Linked DNA regions of Mus musculus: region 2 is linked to region 1. The links are chromatin contacts, called in public HiCAR-type maps. All regions are on one chromosome and are shown on one strand. The core of a region is the stretch at or near the end of the contact, and the rest is flanking DNA. Distances in the headings are between cores, read along the strand shown.

Region 1 (4,814 bases), core at 2,061-4,560:
GTCACTCATCTCAAAAGAAAGTGCTGTTGCATGCTTATAAACCCAGCCGTCAGGATAGAGCTGGGGGCTGGGCAGAAGGAAATCTTTGAGGTTGAGGCCAACCTAGGCTACACATCAAGTTCCAGGCCATCTTGGACTTCACAGTTTTTGTCTCAAAAAATAAAGGAACAGAGTTTCTTCATGGAACTATCCCAACTGGCAGATTTTGCACTGCCGAATAATTAAACTACATATAATCGCTAATGATGCATAAAATGAGGTAAGATCACTAAAATTAAATTACTTATAACGCTTTATCTTGGTTCTTGGCTGAAATAAAAAGACCGGGATAAATTATAAGTAAAATATTTGAGTCCAAACTGAAGATAAATTACTGGTATTTTCACTCACGACTTCACTTCAAGTGAATCACATAAAGGATGGGTGCAGAGAGAACCTGATGGGTTTACTTAGGAGTCCCCACACCTGGACCAACACCCTCATTATTCATTGAGTCAACGTGAAACACTTGTTTTCTTTTTCAAAACAAAATTCATAATATGGCTGACTAGAGATGTAACTTTTAACAATACCCTACACTATGTAACATAAAGACTTGAGAAGTTATGTTAATAAAACAATATGTATGTCTGTATGTGTTTTTCCACAACTACACTAGATAACAGTCTGAAATGAAGATTTTGAACCTAATGGATGTTCATGTCAACAAGGGACCAACATAGGCACTTGGCATAATTCATAAAGCCTGAGACAGGCCCTGGAAGCCTTCACCCCATACAACAGCCATTAATTCTTTTGCTGATGGAGTCCAGGCTAAAACGTGCACCATGGAGATACTGAAATAAGAAAAACTCAGAGAAGCAGTTACCAAGCCTGCATTTCAATTCCTTAATATTAGAATATTCTACCAACACATAAACTTTATGTAGATAACAGCAAAGAAAGTAGGTTATTCTTGTGCCTCAAAGAAAAGGTAACCAAGCCACTAGTGAGAAAATTCCCCAATCTGGTAAGCATTCTGAGATTCCATCCAGGCTCAGCTCCATTCACTACTCCTAAAACTCAAAACAATTGGAGACTAAAAGCACAAATGAAATATTCTATACAGGGAAACTGTGCAACCTCAGGGAAAGCCAGTAAGAAAATGTCAGCTGTAATTTTTGTTTAGGAATCTACCGTGTGAACAACAGGAATCAAAACTCAGGAGGACTAGAAGAGGAACATAGGAAGAAGATGGAACCAAATAGGCTGTGGAGTCCAAGCAGGAAGCTCGTGTATTCCAGCATGAAGCCCTAAACCAAGAAAAAGGATCTCACCATTCTTGAAGCACGGAAGCAGTCCCTCAGCATTACACAGGACAAGATGACAGGGAATCAAGAGGATTTCTTACAGTGCATGTTGACAGAGGGTCACAGGTCTGACCTTTCTTATTGTCACACTGCACTTAGCAGACTACCATAAACAAAGTACAGGATCAAAACAACACAAGTATTGGATATTCATATCCACACATACATGAACTTTGACTATAAAGCAAACGTTAACAAGGTAAGAAACATTTAGCCCGCAACTACGCTCCTTCTGACACAGCATGAGAACTGTAGGTAGCCTCAGAGCTTCTCCAGTTGGGGATCACAACCCCATATAGGGTCATGTAGCTGAATGTGAGGTGATGAAAAATCTAGCAAGAACAATTCAGAAGTCAAATGTGTAATGAATCCAAAGTGTTTCTGGCAGTGCTCTACCTAGACGTCACTACAGCCACAGTTCAGCAGTGACATCCCATGCTTACACACCATACAACACCAACAAATACTGCCTGAAACAGCTCAGCCAAGATCCCAGGCAAGTTATGAACCCAGTGTTCTTACTGTACATACAGGTTTATGCTCTTAAGAAACAATGTTATACAGGCTGGTGAGATGGCTCAGAGGCTAAGAGCACTGGCTGCTCTTCCAGAGGTCATGAGTTCAATTCCCAGCAACCACGTGGTGGCTCACAAAACATCTATAGGGGGATCTGATATCCTCTTCAGGCAGGCAGATATATATGCAGCAGAGCACTCGTACATTAAATAAAGAAAAAGAAAAAAAAGGAAACAATGATATAAAAACAGGCCTAAATTTCTCTTTAAATTGTTCTCATGCCGCACGTCTTTGGATTGTGCTGGGCTGCATTGTTTGATTTAAAAAACTAGTTTGAAATTGAGTTGCTGGGTTAAATTTTATATTTTTTAAATCATTAATTTGGATTTGGGATTGAGATAGACTTTTCCAACAACTGGCCCTAATTATAGTTCCGACTGTACTACATATTTAGGCAAAATAGCATCTCATCACTGACTATTATAAAAATCAAACAACAAATCAGCTCTAAAAAAAAAAAAAAAAAGCCGGGCGTGGGGGCCCACGCTTTTAATCCCAGCACTCGGGAGGCAGAGGCAGGTAGATTTCTGAGTTCGAGGCCAGCCTGGTCTACAAAGTGATTTCCAGGACAGCCAGGGCTATCCAGAGAAACCCTCTCAAAAAACAAACAAACAAAAACAAAACAAACAAACAAACAAACAAAACCACTTTAGATGCTTTATGTCTTGCAGTATCAAATACTCTACCAAAACTCGTATTTATGAAAAAATAAACATACACACATCTATTTAGAGAGTAAAAATTAGTTTTTATCTTTCTCAAAAGGCAAAATTATACCAGCTACACTAAAGAATTGTTTTAAATATACTTCCTTATGATATATTATCAGTTACTAATTAGTACATCTTCTTATCTACCCAGGTTCGTTAGTGAGAAAGCTGAAGTCGTGAGCTAGGAGAAGATGACTCGCCTCCGGAAAGCAGACCCCGGTCTGCTCAAATCTTGAGGCGATCATGCATAGAAAGGAAGCACGGGATGGCGAAAGGCAGACAACCCACACCTCTGCTTGGTTCCCCGGAATGACCCATCCCTGTCCTTTACGGTACCCAGAAAGGGATACAAGCGCATTCCCAGAGGGGATTCCGCCTGGCAGGGCAACGATAAGCATAAAAACGAGCACAGGAGCCTGAGGCTCTGGACTGCAAGAGGGCCCGCCCGGGCAGCATGGACCTCCCCAAGTGAAAAGCGCCGCAAGCCGAAGCCGCCACTGTGGGCAAGCCCCCACGCGAGGCCCCCGCGAGCTGGCGGCCCCGGCTAAGCATTAGTGCCTCACCACCAACCTGCCAAAAGTTCCGAGGGCTTCGCCGGTAAGAATGACAAGGTTCTGAGATCCCTAGAAGCTCCCACCACAGAGGGTGAGCGAGCGGGCTGAGGGCGCGTGCGCAGCACGGCTTCTTCCTCCACGTGTCCCGGAGTCGCTTGTAAACTACAATTCCCATCGGGCCGTGCGAATTCGCACGGGGCTGTCCCTGAACTAAAACTCTTTTGCCTAGGGCTGTCTGGTCAGTGGACAAGAGTGGGTGTAGTTACTTACCATCGTTTCTTCTTCTGGAGGGTCTTCAAGAGGGAAGGATTAGCATGTCGTCCATAATCAGAAAGGTGATCAGCACCACAAAAGCCCCGGCGGCCATTGGTCCCTACAGGTAATGTTTTTTACTGTAGCTCTGAAGGACCAGGTAGGTGCAGTGTTGCAAGTTTGGAGCTTTGGCCCCTGCTGGTCCGAGCAAAAGAGAGTCTTAGAACGCGCGAAGAAACTAAGTTCAGAAAGAGTACAGTGTATCCAAATCCCTCAGAGAATGGGGGAGCCCTGGTGCTACCAGAAACTTGCACTCCTAAGATCTTGCCCCCATCTGGAGCTGCCGGGGCCCCGAAGGCGAGCTTGCTACATGCTTTCTCTGGTTAGAAGTGGCATCACCCCAACCCCCTTGCCTTTCGTCTTGGTGGCTTCTAGTTTTGGTTTTTGTAACAATTTTATTAAGATAGAATAAACAACCCATAGAATTCTCATTCTGTTAGTGGGTTCAATTCAGTGGCTTTTACTATGCCCAAAAGTTGTGTAGCCATCATCACTTTCTATTCTCAAAACATTTACATCCAACCTAAAATAAGGTTTATACCATTAGCATTTATTCCACATGGCATCTTTCCCCAGCTCCTTACAACCACCCATTTATTTCCTCTCCATCACTATAGGGTTTATCTGTTAAAGACGTTTGCTATAAAAAGTATAATACACTGTTTGGTCCTCTGTGACAGGCTTCTTTTACTAGCATGAAGTTTGATCTAACCCTTTCTTAATTTACAAGATATGCTTGTCTCATTTGGACAGTACTCAGCAAATACCTGTATGTCTATCCTAGTCTCTGGCTTCTATAACGTGTAGGAATGCAATGATGCTTATGAATGGTTTATCCATGCCTATTTACCACTAATATCAAATGCAAGTAACACCAAAGGTGATCTTCTGAGATTATCCTATATACTAGAGCTAACCATATATGTACTGGAAAAATAAAAACTACCCTTTGGCATTTATCTCTGCTTACCAGAAGTGCTTTTAAATAGAAATGGTACTTTCTTTTCACTTCCTTCTGTGGGTGCTATGAAGGACAGACTAACTTTGTAGCTCAGACTAACCTAGAACCTGCTGTTCTCCTGTTTGAGCATTCCTAGTGCTGACGTGAAGACCAGCACACTTAACTTAAAACCTTGTTCCTCAAAATACCTCAGCTTTAAAAATCACTGTATTGTATCTTATATAACTTTCTCCTCTCTAACTTCTAAGTCTTCACTAAAACGTATCTAGAGCCAATTCCTTTTGAAAAAGTCATTTCTGACACAGTGTCTCTTTGCTGTCAATCAAAACTGAAGATTTTCTTCGGCTGCAAC
Region 2 (5,056 bases), core at 1,967-4,466, 1.8 Mb before region 1:
ATAATTAGCTGAGGAAATTCTCACTTAGATTGTGGTTCTAGTGGAGGGGCATGGGATAGGTGTGTGGCAGAAGGGTGTAGCCCTAGAGCAGACAACCTAGATGGTCTAATTTCAGCTCTGCTGCTACCAGCTATGTAACTGAGCAAATCACTTCATGTCTTGAGCCTCAGACTCTCATTTGTCAATTAGATGTTAACATTGACACTTATCTTTGGGGCCCTGTGATAATTAAAGAGTTAACGCTAATAGAACAGAGCAGGACATGTCATGTAGTTTGCACCCAATAAGGAGGAGCTGTTACTTAACCCCACTCTTCTCTCTCTCTCATTCCCCACTTTTATTGCATTCCACGCAGGCCTTACCAATTATACCCCAAGACAAATATGCAAGCCATCCTTTCCGTTCCCACAGTCTCGACCTGGCTAGAACTATGCCTTCTTTGTGAGATCCCTTCGACAGCCTCAGTCTTCCTGCCATCGTCTCGCCCACAGTAGCCAGAGTGATAGGTGTCTAATGAAAAACAGATGCAGTAAGCTTTTATAAAATCTTCTGATATGTATACCAATCATTTCGCATCCCTTACCGCATCCTTACAGGTATTCAATTCTCTGGCTCCGCAATACCTATCTGACCCCTGTCCTCTGACTCTCTACGCGTTACCCTGTATCTGTCCTTGCCAAGGCCTTGCACTTTCTGATCATCAAGCATCCTCGAGTTCAAATATCAGAAGAGTTGTTGAGAGAACAAAATAAAATATTGGATTTGACGCTTTTTATGCTGTTAGTTTGTGTCTTAGTTGTTTCCCTATTGCTATGATGACAAAACACCATGACCAAGGCAACTTATAAAAGAAAGTAGCATTTTTTTCCTCCTAGTTTCTTTTGAGGATTTAGTCAATCGGGCTTAAGGTTTTGGAAGGTTAGAGTCTATGATGGTAGAGCAAAGGCCTGGCGGTAAGAACAGCTCAGTGCTCACATCTGGAGAAAGAGAGAGAGGGAGAGAGAGAGGGAGAGAGAGAGGGAGAGGGAGAGGGAGAGGGAGAGGGAGAGGGAGAGGGAGAGGGAGAGGGAGAGAGAGCATTGGAGATGGTAGAAAGCTTGGATCACCTTTTAATTTAGTAGACAGCAATATTTCTTGAGCCAATGTTGAATAAATTACAATGGGTAAATTAGGAAGAATGCAGCAAAAAGCCCACCGGAGGCCAAGCAGCTTCTTTGCATGAATCCAAGGAGAAACGGTGACTTTGTAGCATGGTTTCCAGTCTCGAAAGTACATTTATCACCTGGAATTTAAAAATATACGGCTCTCCAGAGCCCCCTTCACTTGGATGCAGCCTAGGCATCTCAATTTTCCCACGTTCTCTTGGGGGAGGCAGCCAAACTTGAAGTTGTTGTCCTAAAGGCAAAGGGTATACAGCACAGAGAACAGAGTGATATTTAGAGGGCATAATAAATGGGACTCAGTGAAAGGGACCAAAGACAGGGTGTCTGTGAGAACCCTGGACTTCTGGCTTGGCTCTGCTTGGATGAGAGAAGTAAGGGTTGTTTTAGATAAGCCCCTGTCTATCTCAGACAGACTTGAGCTATAGGTTTGTCTTAAGGTTCTGATGCTGCCACAAAACACCATGACCAAGAAGCAACTTGGGGAAGGTTTATTTGGCTTACACTTTCATATCACTGTTCATCACCGAAAGAAGTTAGGACAGGAACTCAAATATGGCAGGAACCTGGTGGCAGGAGCTGTTGCAGAGGCTGTGGAGGGGTGCTGTTTACTGGTTTACTCCTCATAGCTTGCTCATCCTGCTTTCTTATAGACCCCAGGACCAACAGCCCAGGGATGAAACTATTCACAGTGGGCTGTCTCTCCATCAATCACTAATTAAAATGTCCTACGGCTTCCTACAGCCCAGTCTCATGGAGGTGTTTTCTTCATTGACGATCCCTTCTCTCAAACGACTTTAGCTTGTCTCATGTTAAGATAAAACTATCTAATACAAGATGCCTCCATAGATTCAAGTGGAGATGTCCTTCAGGTATATCTCTCTCAGGATATGCATATTGGACTAGTAAGTAACAGCAGACCCTTCCAATTTCTAGGAAGACAGAAATTTAATTTCTCAGAACTATGATGACTATAGAGAGTACAGGACCACTGTTATTCTGCACAATTCTTTACTCAAAACCCTTACCAGTCATTACTCCATTTGTACTGCAAAGCTACTCTTGCACTATCCGTAGGCTTAAAGTGTCCTGTAGATTATTGGGCATCGAATGCAGCCTTTTGATAGCATTTTAAGGTATACACATAATGGCTCTCAACTTCCAATAAATGGAAATCATATCCATACTTACTCCCTTTAAGATGTATGGTCAAAGACATTTAGCCCTAGATCGCCTAGCCTGTTTCTAACTGGGAAAAATTTACTGTGTTACCAAAGAGGCCAAGTGGGGTTTGAAAAAATATGGCTCCTTGGTGAGTTTCTAGTTTAGACACACTGAAATAAGGATCGAGTGATATATTTAGATTAAGTAACAGATGGTGGATGGACATTTTGGCATCCATCACATCCATTTCTCAGGATTCTAAGGAAATGATCTAAGTCCCCAAGAGAAATAAACGGAGAGGATGGGATCAGGACAGGAAAGGGATCTGTTTATTTAACTAACTCTATACCAAGTCTTATGTAGGTGAAAAATTCAAAGGGTGTCCGACTGGATCAAAAGCTGGAGGGGAATGGAAGACACAGGCTGGGCCAAAGTAACTCCTACTGTATCAGACATTGATAAGACCTGAGATATTTCTTTGGGGACGACTCGGCTCTGCTCTCCCGAGGGTTGCCAATCAAGCAGGTGAACAAAGGATTGAAAAGCTAAGTCAGGGTCCTGTCGCTCAGGAAGCGCTCCACTTGGAACGCGGCTCCCGCCGTCCCTTCCTATCACCTCACGGAGACGGGGTCGGGGTTACAAGAAGGGCGTCTCCCGCCCCACTGCCCGGCGCGTTCCGAGTAAGTCGCCGCCCGCGGGAGGGCCGGCGGCGAGAGCGCGCAGTGCGAGGCGAACGTGCTGGAGCCAAGGAACCACCGCGTCCCAGAGATAACCGCGGCTGGTCGACGTGGGGCGGGGCGGGGCTTGACGCCAAGACGCAAGGCGCGCTGGGCGGGGCTATGCCGGGTGGGGCAGGAGGGAGTGGAGGGGGCGGGGCCTGGGGGCGAGGGCGGGGGAGAATGGCAGTTGCTGTGTTGGTTCCCGGCTGCGACGGTCCGACTGGAGTCACAGAGGGGAGTTCGGGAAAGCGGCCGCCCGCAACCGTTCCACCGGCAGCTCTCGCCCTAGCTGAGAAGGTTCCGCGGCGGTGCTGAAAAGTCGTCCTCCGTTCTGCCTCCGCTTTCTGCCTCCGCGGGATGGGCCTGCTCGCCAGCCGCCCCGCGCCGCCGCCGCCCTGAGGAGCTGAGGTACGGCAGGCGCCGGAGCCGCGGGAGCCGGGCGGCTCCCCTACGGATGGGGATTCAAGGCGCCGCTCAGGCCTCGGTCTGGGGCCGGGAGACCGTTGCGGCCGTCTCCGGGGTGCGGGCCGGGGCGTGGGGGGCCGGGCCTGTGGCCCCGTCGGTGTTGTGACTGTCCACGGCGCTGCCCCGAGCGTTCCGGGGCGGCGGAGCGGACGAGACCCGAGGGCGGCCGCCGTGGGGAGGCGGCGGGGGCGGAGCGCATTCCTGACGGGTGAAATCGCCTCTAACGGGACGCTTTCCGGGCCTCGCCGCACACTGGGCGCCGCGGACTTCGCCCCCGAAGCCTGCCGCCTGGGGCCCGGGAGGGCGGCGGGGAGATGACCGCCTCCTTCGGGAGCGGAGATCGCGCACACAAGCAGGCACCGGCGCGGAAAGCCGTATAGCCTGGGGATGAACGGGGGTCTTCCGGACTCCACGTCTGGGGTTTTCCCTGCCCTCACCCCGAGTGAGGCCACCACTTTGAATTGCCAGTTTTTCCTTCGGTCTGGGATTCCGCTCTACTGTCGCTCTCTTCTCTTTTTCCATTTCCACTAATGGGAAGAAGTGGTTTAGGTTCGTTAATCCTGAGACAAGGGCAGCAAATAAAAGAGGGAAGAGAATGGTGAAGGCTATATATGGGAAAAAGAAAGGTTTAATTTTTGCTTGTTGGCGCCCTTGGAGATAGAAATACACGACTGGTGCTTTACTTTGTGTAGGGTTGAGAATGTCGCAAAATGTTGGTAATGATAGGACGGCCTTTAAATGCAGCTGCAATTTTCAAACCTAGGGTTGGCTATAAAGGCTGGTGTAAAATGATAGCAAACGGGAGGTATGAAAGCGGGCCTTTCCGTGGTTGGTGCCTTCAAAATATTTTGATCTTCCTCATTCTACTTTGTGTATGTTTGTGTATACGCACGCGTACCTGGCAGTCTTTGATTATTTAATATTTTAACCAGAATTTCTTGACCCTTTTCATTGTATGTAGTGTGACGAGATACTTGTCTTTTTTTCCCTTTCCGGTTTTGCTATAAACCGGTCTCTTTGCACATCCTAGTGCTTCTGTTTGTAATTCAAGTCATTTCCATATTTGCTTGCTTAAGCTTCTTTAACACAGAGCTGTCTGTATTGAATTAAAATGTAAATATTTAGAAAATGGCTATGTCCTTACTTTCAAATGTTCTTTACTTGGTACATACAATTTCATGGACAAAGAATTGGTATTAAGTCTTGGGACTTACTAAACCAAATTATGCAAAACAAAAGCAAGATATATATATATATATATATATATATATATATATATATATATATTATACAGTGTAAGCTTAAATTTCATGTGACCATGGAAAGATTTTAATGTCATTGCAAGGTGTCTTTCTGAAGAAGAATGCATATGGCAGCTAGCCTGAGTGTATTTTTTTATTATATCATCGATTCTCATTCTAGAACCCCAGTAAGGTTAATTTTTTTAATTGCAGAATTATTTTAGAAGTTGAAACAAACCTATTCATTACTAAAATAGCTGCATGAAATACCTCATCTTGGAGATGCCTTGGTTGAACATTAGAATTA

What was found. HiCAR-type assays count read pairs that join an accessible place to other places.
Region 2: a contact with region 1 is called in a HiCAR-type map of astrocytes, with 7 times the contacts expected there. The contact joins the promoter of Rnf19a here to the promoter of Pop1 in region 1. A contact is called at or near these places in 13 of 39 promoter capture datasets (the 3T3-L1 cell line, 3T3-L1-derived adipocytes, the C10 cell line and 8 more), 2 of 115 datasets of contacts at active chromatin or transcription factors (astrocytes and large pre-B cells) and 1 of 9 other capture datasets (adipose tissue).

What each region holds. Positions count from the first base shown.
Region 1 is chr15:34,493,807-34,498,620 of GRCm38.p6, reverse strand. It overlaps Pop1 (processing of precursor 1, ribonuclease P/MRP family, (S. cerevisiae)), which reads right to left and starts at 3,310. Exons shown (of 16, transcript NM_026340.3): 1 at 3,206-3,310. It overlaps Rida (reactive intermediate imine deaminase A homolog), which reads left to right and starts at 3,375. Exons shown (of 6, transcript NM_008287.3): 1 at 3,375-3,568. The coding sequence starts at 3,504.
Region 2 is chr15:36,281,307-36,286,362 of GRCm38.p6, reverse strand. It overlaps Rnf19a (ring finger protein 19A), which reads left to right and starts at 3,216. Exons shown (of 10, transcript NM_013923.2): 1 at 3,216-3,451.